Linked DNA regions of Mus musculus: region 1 is linked to region 2. Evidence: chromatin contacts called from public Hi-C data. All regions are on one chromosome and are shown on one strand. Each heading gives the region's core, a stretch centred on a gene start, on an enhancer-like site or on the middle of the called end of the contact. The rest is flanking DNA. Distances are from core to core; before and after follow the strand shown.

Region 1 (4,010 bases), core at 404-2,903, 350 kb after region 2:
TGCAATACATATCCTTAATTGTTCCACTAGAGCACTTTGTCATATGTGACATGCTTGTGGCTGTGTATGTCCTCGATGTCCTTCAGCCCTCAGGACAAGAAAAAGAACCACTTACCACTTGCTGTTGACTCTAAATTGGGATCCAGGCTCTGCAGATTTTCATGTTAACTTGTAGGCTTTCTCCAATAAAAATTCAATTTTTTTTCTGTCCCAGCTTTCTTGCCCATTGGTGCCCTCACTTGTGAGTGCTATGAATCTTAATTAAATCTTTGATCCCCATTCAAGTTCTTTTCATAGAAGATCCATGTTTTAACTTTTATCACTTTTATCTGAAACTGGAAGGCATTTGTGTGTCTAATGTGAGGGATGTTTCGTATTATTTCCCTCTGTGTAATTAATAATACAGAGGTAAATAAAATGTTTAATAAATAATATTCCTTTCCCCGCCTTCCCGAATTGCAATGCTTGATTATTTCATCCCTCAGGGAACCCTAGTGTGCATAGTCATCAGAAGGTACATTTTTGTAAATATTGGATATCCAGCCAGGTCTTTGGGAGGCAGAGGGGGGATCTTTTCCATCCGTTTGCTTTGTACTATATCCTGATATTTGAAAACCAGTTACTTTCAGTGACTTTTCTCTCGGTTTTTCTCCTCTATGCATAAGTATTTTCCCTATAAATTTTAAGACCTTTTTCTTCTAATCCTAAAATTACACTCATTTTAGAGTTTTACTGAGTATTACACACTCTCTGGTTTGCATGTCTTGGTGGGCCTGGTATTTACTGGTCTTGAGCCTCCCTTTCTGGGACTGCGATGTGTCTTCCCATTTGTTCAGCTTTTGCTTTATGTCTTTCAATAACAATTTTATGGTTTCTTTACGCAGGCCCCACATTTTGCTATCTTTACTGCTAAGTATTGTGTAGATATTGAACAAGGAATGTTGGTTTTTTTTTTTTTTCTATTTCCATTTGCAGATGATTTTTGCCACAACAGAGAAAAACAATTTATATTTTATATCTCTATCTTGTGTACAAATGCCCTAATAAATTCTCATTATTTTTAAACAGTTCATTTGATTTTATAGTCTGGCCTGGAGTGCTTTTGGAGGGAAAAAAATCTTTTAAAAAAATATAGATAGCCCATATAATTTCCTGTCTATCTCTACATGTTTATTTCAACTAGCAACCTATCCATTAAAACATTGTATACTTTTATCCTAATGTCCCAAAACTGGCCATCGGCATGCATTTTAAAGTCACTGTTTAAGCTCCTTCTGAAAGAGGAAGAGTGAGTCTTGTAGGAATGCAATCTACCAGGAGGCTAAATAATACTTGGGAGACAGTCCAGACAGACCGGAAAAGATGAGATCTTCCACAGAGGCCCAGAGATGAATAAAATACCATCCACATTAGTTAAGGAAAGGGCCACTCAGAGCTGATAAGATAAGTTTTTAGCATCTTAGAAACAAAGAAAGGTGACAGGGAGCATGGGAGCAGATTAGGATAGAGAACAAGAAATACATTCAGTCAAGAAGAGGTTTTAGGGGACGGTGATATTTACACAGAAGCCCCTGAGACTTGAACTTGTTGTAGCCTTGATGAAATCCAAGAATCCAAATGCCTCCGGAGCACCCTGTGCATCTTCTAGAGAGGGCTGTGGCTCAGCGCTTTCAGAAGCTCACTCCTGCAGTAGTACACACCCTCTCTCAGCACCCTCTGCTTCATCCTAAGCACTTCCTTTGTGGTATTCTTAACTGTAAAGTTGGTTTTATCTTTTTTGAGGTGCGGGGATGGGGGTTGCTTCGTTTCCTACCAGTCTTTAAAATAAAGTGAAAGGGGAAATATGGTTATCATCTTTTTTATGTAATAAGAAGCCAGGACTCAGTTTTATGTAATTTAATCAGAGTGTTTTATGGTCCATAAAATCAGCCGCCTTCTGAATTCAAAAATGGTGTTTTCCTTAGGAAAGAAAGATTCACCAAGAACACAGGCTCTTCTGATCCATTTGTTTTTGGTGTCTGCGACGTTGGAGGAGGCTTTTACAGCTAGCCTGTGCTTGATCTAAATGTCGTGAGCGACACTCTTAATGTTAGAGAGAATATCTTCATTTAACATCATCCGAGGCAATATTGTTGCAAAAGATATTTGCTCGGTCTCATAAAACACCAATTCCTTCAGCCTGGAGACACAAAAGAGTGGCGAAACACTCCGGTATCAGTTTTCATGGGCCCAAGAAGAGAAACTCGGCAGAGAGAACAGCTGGATCCTCTTTAGGCTTTGAAAAGAACACTGAGCCTCCAACCAGACAGCATACACCGGCTGATATGAAGCCCCCAACACATACAGCAGAGGACTGCTGGGTCTGGCCCCAGTGAGAGAAGACTGCACCTAACCCTTAAAGCCCCAGGGAATGGGGAGATTTGGTGGGGTGGGGGTGGAAGGTGAGATCATCCTCTTGGAGACTGGTAGGGGTGGGAGCAGGTATGGGATAAGAGAGTCAGAGAGTGGACAGGGAGGGAGATAACAACTGGACAGTAAAAAAAGGTTAAAAAAAATCTTTTAAAGTTGCTAAAAAAGAAATAAATAAACAAATAAATAAATAAAGCAAGAATCTACTTTCCCTCTGCTCAAAAAAAGAAAAAGAAAAGAACATGGTGGTCTGCTGGCTTCCTCTCATCTCCTAACATCTCTCTCTGAAAGACAACCAACGTCGCTCTGTGATCCTGGGTGGGTATACAGTCACTACTCCGGAAGGCCAGGATCCCTGTGGTATGGTATTTATATTTCCCTTCTCACTCCTGTCTCTCACTAAGTGGCTTAGCTAGTGAGAAAGTGTTCTCTGGCCTGTCCATCACAAGCATGGGCTATTCCTCTAGTAAACTTGAAGGGTCACTGCTCACTTTGTAGCCATGACCATGACAGAGCACACAGCATCTACCCCCCCTACTCCCCAGCTCCCACACATTTCTAAAGAGAGTAAGAGATGCCCATCATTTGACAAACCACTAAATAATAGTAATATCTAGCTTAATATGCCTTCCTCTTAAGGTCTAAAGCCCTGCTTAGGAAATAATTTATTCACCCGTTCACCGTGTAGTTATTAAAATACAGAGCCACTGAGCATCTCCTGTGTGTTGGCTAACAGAAGTTAACAGTCCATCATCACGTGGTACACCACATTCCTTCTACTTTATACTGAGGCAGGAGAGAAAGACGGGGAACATTGGTAGGGAACAGGAAGGGAAAGGAGTCCCCAACCCTGTGGTCTGCTTGAAGCATTTCACAATCTGAGAGTCAAAAATCCCAGGACAATGTACAGAATTCACTGTGAAGGCAGCCTGCGGAGCAGCACCGTCTCTTATACGCAGGGGAATTTCAAACAAGAATAAACTATCAGTGACCACATAAGGCCTAAGCACACTTGGCCTTTCTCCCTTTCCTGATATGATCCTGCAATTTTATAGGAATCTCATCACCAGTCACTCCCTCTACCATAAAAGATGTCTCTCCAACCTCTTGTGCAACCTTTATAGATCATTGTTTTATTTGATCAAATTGTAACCCCACCCAACACATCCTCAGGAACTTTCGTTTGACCTCATTTATCAAAGAGAAGAGAAAAAGATCCCTCAGAAACCCTGGGGTTAACTTCAGCACCTACCAAAGCAGTAGGTATCCAGCTGCTGTGAGAAGTCCACAGCTATGTCTCTCTGTTAGCTTCTTCACCAAAATCTATGCCAAAAAAATCTCCTGATAAACTCCAATTCTGCTTCACAATGGCTCATCCTGAAAAATCATTTCTGTGTTGAAGCCAAGAAACCCAGCTTTATCTAAATAGAGAGAAATGTCAGAAAAACTATTCAGGGGGACATCATAGAGCTGTGTGCCCCAGCTTCCCACGGCCACAGACAGCACTAACATCAGTAAGTTGTCACTGACACTGGACCTACCAGCTGGAGATACAGTGTAAGCAGAAACTGCCCTTGCTCCTGCTTTTACAGTAGAACAGC
Region 2 (4,316 bases), core at 163-2,662:
GGAACCAGGAACTTCTCTGCAATAGTTGCCACTGTTTTGCTGACCAACTGACTAAATGAAAAAGCCAGTATCATTTCACTGGGACAAGCTCAACCTGCGGATTGGGCTAGCAGGGACTGATCTTCCTCTTGGAGTAGCCGCCTGGTGTTCATAGGGTTGACATGTTAAAACAGAATAAGCATTCTGTAAGAATCATGCCTGAGAGTATTAAGCAAATCAATGTGAGAGCTGCAAAGCATTATGCGGCCCCTTCCAGGTAGGTGTGGCCAGCCACCAGGCTGCTCTGGGTACCCTAGGCAGCTGCTTCCAGGTCTTCAGAAAACAAAAACAAAACAAAAACAAAAACAAAACAAACAAACAAAAAACTGTGAGCTGAATTCACCTTTCTTTTTTGAGGCTAAAGGACCAGTGAAGCAGGTGAGGTGATCTATTTATACATTTGCATTGTTTGAAATGGTCAGATCTATGTCCCAGAAGTACTGGAAGAGATGGGGGGTCTTCAATGCTAAAATACAGTTCTGCTTACTGAACCTTATGCACAGTGATTCAGTTCACACCTCCCTCCTCATCCTAACCAACGCATGGAAGAAAAGCCTAACTCAAATTAATTGGAGAAATTAATGAATCTTTGGGGCCACGTAAGAAATAGCATGCTTTGATGCAGCCACGAGACCCATTAGCTGCCTAAAGAAGCAGCTGTGTGTGTGAGCTTCCCAGATTATTCCTGCCTCAGAACAGCAAAGCCATTGTTCGTGACCTTTTGCACCAATAGACTATATTGGTATGTCTATGCGCCAGTTTCAGGGGAAAGGTTGCAATGGACTCATAACTTTCAAAAGAAAATGTGACTGAACTCTCCCATGCAGTTAATGATGCACATAAAATATTTACCATTTTGGGTTCCTTTGATTTGCTTTCAAAAACTGTTAGATATATGCCCTGAAAAGAGGGGAATATACAGAAACCCTACAGTAAAACTGTGGAGTCACTTGCTTTTGCATTAGCTGTATACACTTCATGTGGATTATAAACATCTCTCTGTGTCATTATGCATGTTTTAAAAGCAGAGTGTTCTGGAACATCGACTTTAAGAATCTGTATTTTTAAACATGTGGGGTGTTCCAAATTCGTGGGTATAAATAACACTGAGAAACATGCTTATACATAAATCTGTCTGCATGTTTCCTTGAGACACATTTAGAAAAGCCGAAGTGCTCAGTCAAAATATCCTATTTTTAAATCTTTCGAGAAGTATAGTAAAATCCCAGCAGGCACTTTGATTTATATAACAACAGAAAATGAAAAATAAATACCCATGCTTTGGAGTATTTGCTGGCAAGAGCAACATACAATGTGGCCCACTCTTCCCTGGGATAAAATTCTTCACTGTCCAGGCAGTGGCTGATCCTGTGTGACCACCAGGTGTCAGTCTAAAACAGAACAAGCTGAACTACACCTAAGAAGGGAGGTTCTCTAAGGCTTAAAGACCTCCACATCCTGTTTTTTCCCCAGGTTAATAGGGGATTGGGGCCTTATTAAAAATTCAAAATAAAGAAATAGATGATTACAGACAGACAGACAGGCAGGCAAGCAGACAGGCAGGCAGCAAGCAGGTAGGTAGGTTGATTCATAGTTACCCTCTGCAGGTTCTCAAGTTTATAAATGATCATGAGACACAACTAAGGCAACGAAATGAAAACCAAGTCCGCTGAAATGCTGAATGGGCTCTCATGAAAGTCTCTGATAGCTTGAAACTTCATCTTGGCAAGAATATTATAAGGAGGTTCTTATTCTGTGAAGGTCCAACTCTAAAGTTCAGTACATCCTTCAGAACCAACCAAGAATTATAGATGTAAACTAAGACATCCAAGGACATTTTTAGGTGACACTTTTAGGGAAACAGCAAGAGAGAGAGACAGAGACAGAGAGACAGAGACAGAGAGAGACAGAGAGAGAGACAGAGAGAGGGACAGAGAGAGGAACAGAGAGAGACAGAGAGAGAGAGATACACCCGCACGTACTGCATCTTTGCATTCCTGACGCAGTAATAATGATTAAGTCAGCAGAATCTCTGGAGCTGGGGGTGAGGATGGGGAATGCAGCCTTGATGACGAGCATATTGATTGACTCTCAGAGCAGGAATGAGCATGATGAACTCAGTGGAATCAGAATGTAAGAGCCAAGAACATAAGAAAATATCAAAAGATTTCCACACCATGGTTCTACAAGCACTTAAGGAAAGCAGCTGGTGAGAAGATTTCTTTAAATCACTTCTGGATGCCCAGATTTTAGTAACTAAAGTCTACATCTACTTTAGTAACTGAACTGACATCTACTTCAAACTTTTCCCCAATTTCCCTCTTTCTTTTCTTGACTGTGTACTATTTCATTCTCTGACCTTTGCTCTCTACCTCTTTCCTAGACCCGAATCACACAAGATGCTGGGAATTTCATGACAAAATTTGTTTACCAGGATGATTTAACAGAACCTTATAACCTGAATGGCCTAAATCATAAAAGACTATTTTCATATAGCTCCAGAGGATGGAAGTCTAAGGTCAGGTGTTCATAGATTTGGGTTGCCCAGAGACCTCTCTTCCTGGTCTGTAAGTGACCATCTGCCTTCTCTGCCATGCATTCACATGGCCTCTGCCTGTGCAGTTATATCACAAGTGTCCAGCTCCCTCTTCTAAGGACATTAAGTTGAATTAGGGTTCATTCTGACAGACTTGTTTGAATTCCATCATCACTTTAAGAACTCTGTCCCCAAAGTCAGTCATGTTCTGAGGTACTGGGATATAAAGCTTCAACATGTAAATTGTTAGGGAACAGGATTCGTTTGCTCTTTCAGAAGCTGGATAAAGGCTTTGGTAATGAGAGCAGAGAGGACTCAGAGCACTTTGTGGAGGAGAGTGTGTGAGGGGCAGACTGAGGGAAATACAGCAGCTCTGGGAGGAGTGGACATGAATAGAGCACTGGTAAATACACCTACTTTGCCAGCTTACTAAAAAATTATTTACTCGAGAATGAATGTTTTCTGCCTTTAGTTGTAGGAAAGAGTGGAATGCAGGAATACCAGCCTGGTAGGCAAATAAAAATGAACATAAAATAAATATTCAGGGACAAAGTCTTTCACTAGTACAAGGCTGTGACTCAGATGCCACAAATCCATTGTGGTCCCCAAACCAAAAAAATAGAAGACACTGAAAGGCATAAAAGTCAAACTGTCCCTGGGCATGATGGCGCACATCTGCAGTCGCAGCACTTCATCAGAAGCAGAGGCAAGCAGATTTCTAATTCTGAGGCCAGCACTGTCTACATAATGACACCCTTAAACAACAACACCAACATTCTGTTGTGTTCAGTATGAAAGTTGTCCTGCATTGTGTTCGCTGAGGTGCATTTACTCAGTGACATAAGGAGACAGAAATAACTGCACTTTTCCACAGAGGGAAATAAATTAACTCTCGAGAGTCTTCCTAGCCTCCTTTAATCTATTCTTGTTCTGTTAGGGGAAAAAAAAGATAACTGATCAAATATGCATATTTGTTCAGGAAAAATGCTAACAAGGTAATGAAAGAGAGAAAGAGTGGGTCTTTACTCCGAAAAGCTACCTGTCATTGCTCTTATGTTTATCAGCATTTGCTAAGATTTATTTTTATTTTTAAAATATATTTGAATTTTTTTATGATATATTTTGGCCACATTTCCCCTCTCACGATGTCTCACAGTTCCTATTTATCTCCCTATTCACACAAATTCATATCTCCCTCTCCCTCTCCCTCTCCCTCTCCCTCTCCCTCTCCCTCTCCCTCTCCTTCTCCCTCTTCCTCTTCCTCTTCCTCTCTTATACAGACACACCACCACAACAACAAAACAAACAAACACAACAAAAAGCTTATAGAACAAACACACAAAAACAAAACCCCGTGCAGTTCACTTTGGATTGGACAACTACTGCTGGGCCCAGAGCCTGACCTAGAGTGAGGTTGATACACCCAGTGACACTCCATTGGAGAAAAGTGATTTTCCCTTTGCCATCAGGAATTAACTGTAAATAGCTTCTTGGTTATGGGTCAGAGTCTGTGTCTACTCCTCCTGTCAGTGCCTGGACCCCATCTGGCTTGTGCGTGCTGCCACAGTCTTTGTGAGTTCATATGTATTCACAGAAGCTTCACCCCTACTGACTAATATCCATTATGGTGTTGTAAGCTTCTCTGCATGCTACTAGAGGAGGAAGATAAGCATTAATATTACCCAGCTACAAATCTCATGTCCTCTAACAGTGATCAGCCTGCCTGCAAGATATATTGATG

The links. A called contact is a pair of places that touch in the nucleus more often than the background predicts.
Region 1: a contact with region 2 is called in a Hi-C map of the G1E-ER4 cell line, with 3 times the contacts expected there. The contact joins two enhancer-like sites. A contact is called at or near these places in 4 of 484 Hi-C or Micro-C datasets (the G1E-ER4 cell line, embryonic stem cells and trophoblast stem cells) and 1 of 9 other capture datasets (embryonic stem cells).

What each region holds. Positions count from the first base shown.
Region 1 is chr5:91,812,843-91,816,852 of GRCm38.p6, forward strand. No RefSeq gene overlaps it. Among named protein-coding and RNA genes, the nearest start is that of Gm36303, 36 kb to the right of the region's middle. Within about 2 kb of position 1,654, at least 36 of the 459 cell types and tissues checked have an H3K27ac peak or open chromatin away from gene starts, as enhancers often do. A contact at or near this core is called in the G1E-ER4 cell line, where this site is marked.
Region 2 is chr5:91,463,894-91,468,209 of GRCm38.p6, forward strand. No RefSeq gene overlaps it. Among named protein-coding and RNA genes, the nearest start is that of Gm42110, 16 kb to the left of the region's middle. Within about 2 kb of position 1,413, at least 5 of the 459 cell types and tissues checked have an H3K27ac peak or open chromatin away from gene starts, as enhancers often do. A contact at or near this core is called in the G1E-ER4 cell line, where this site is marked.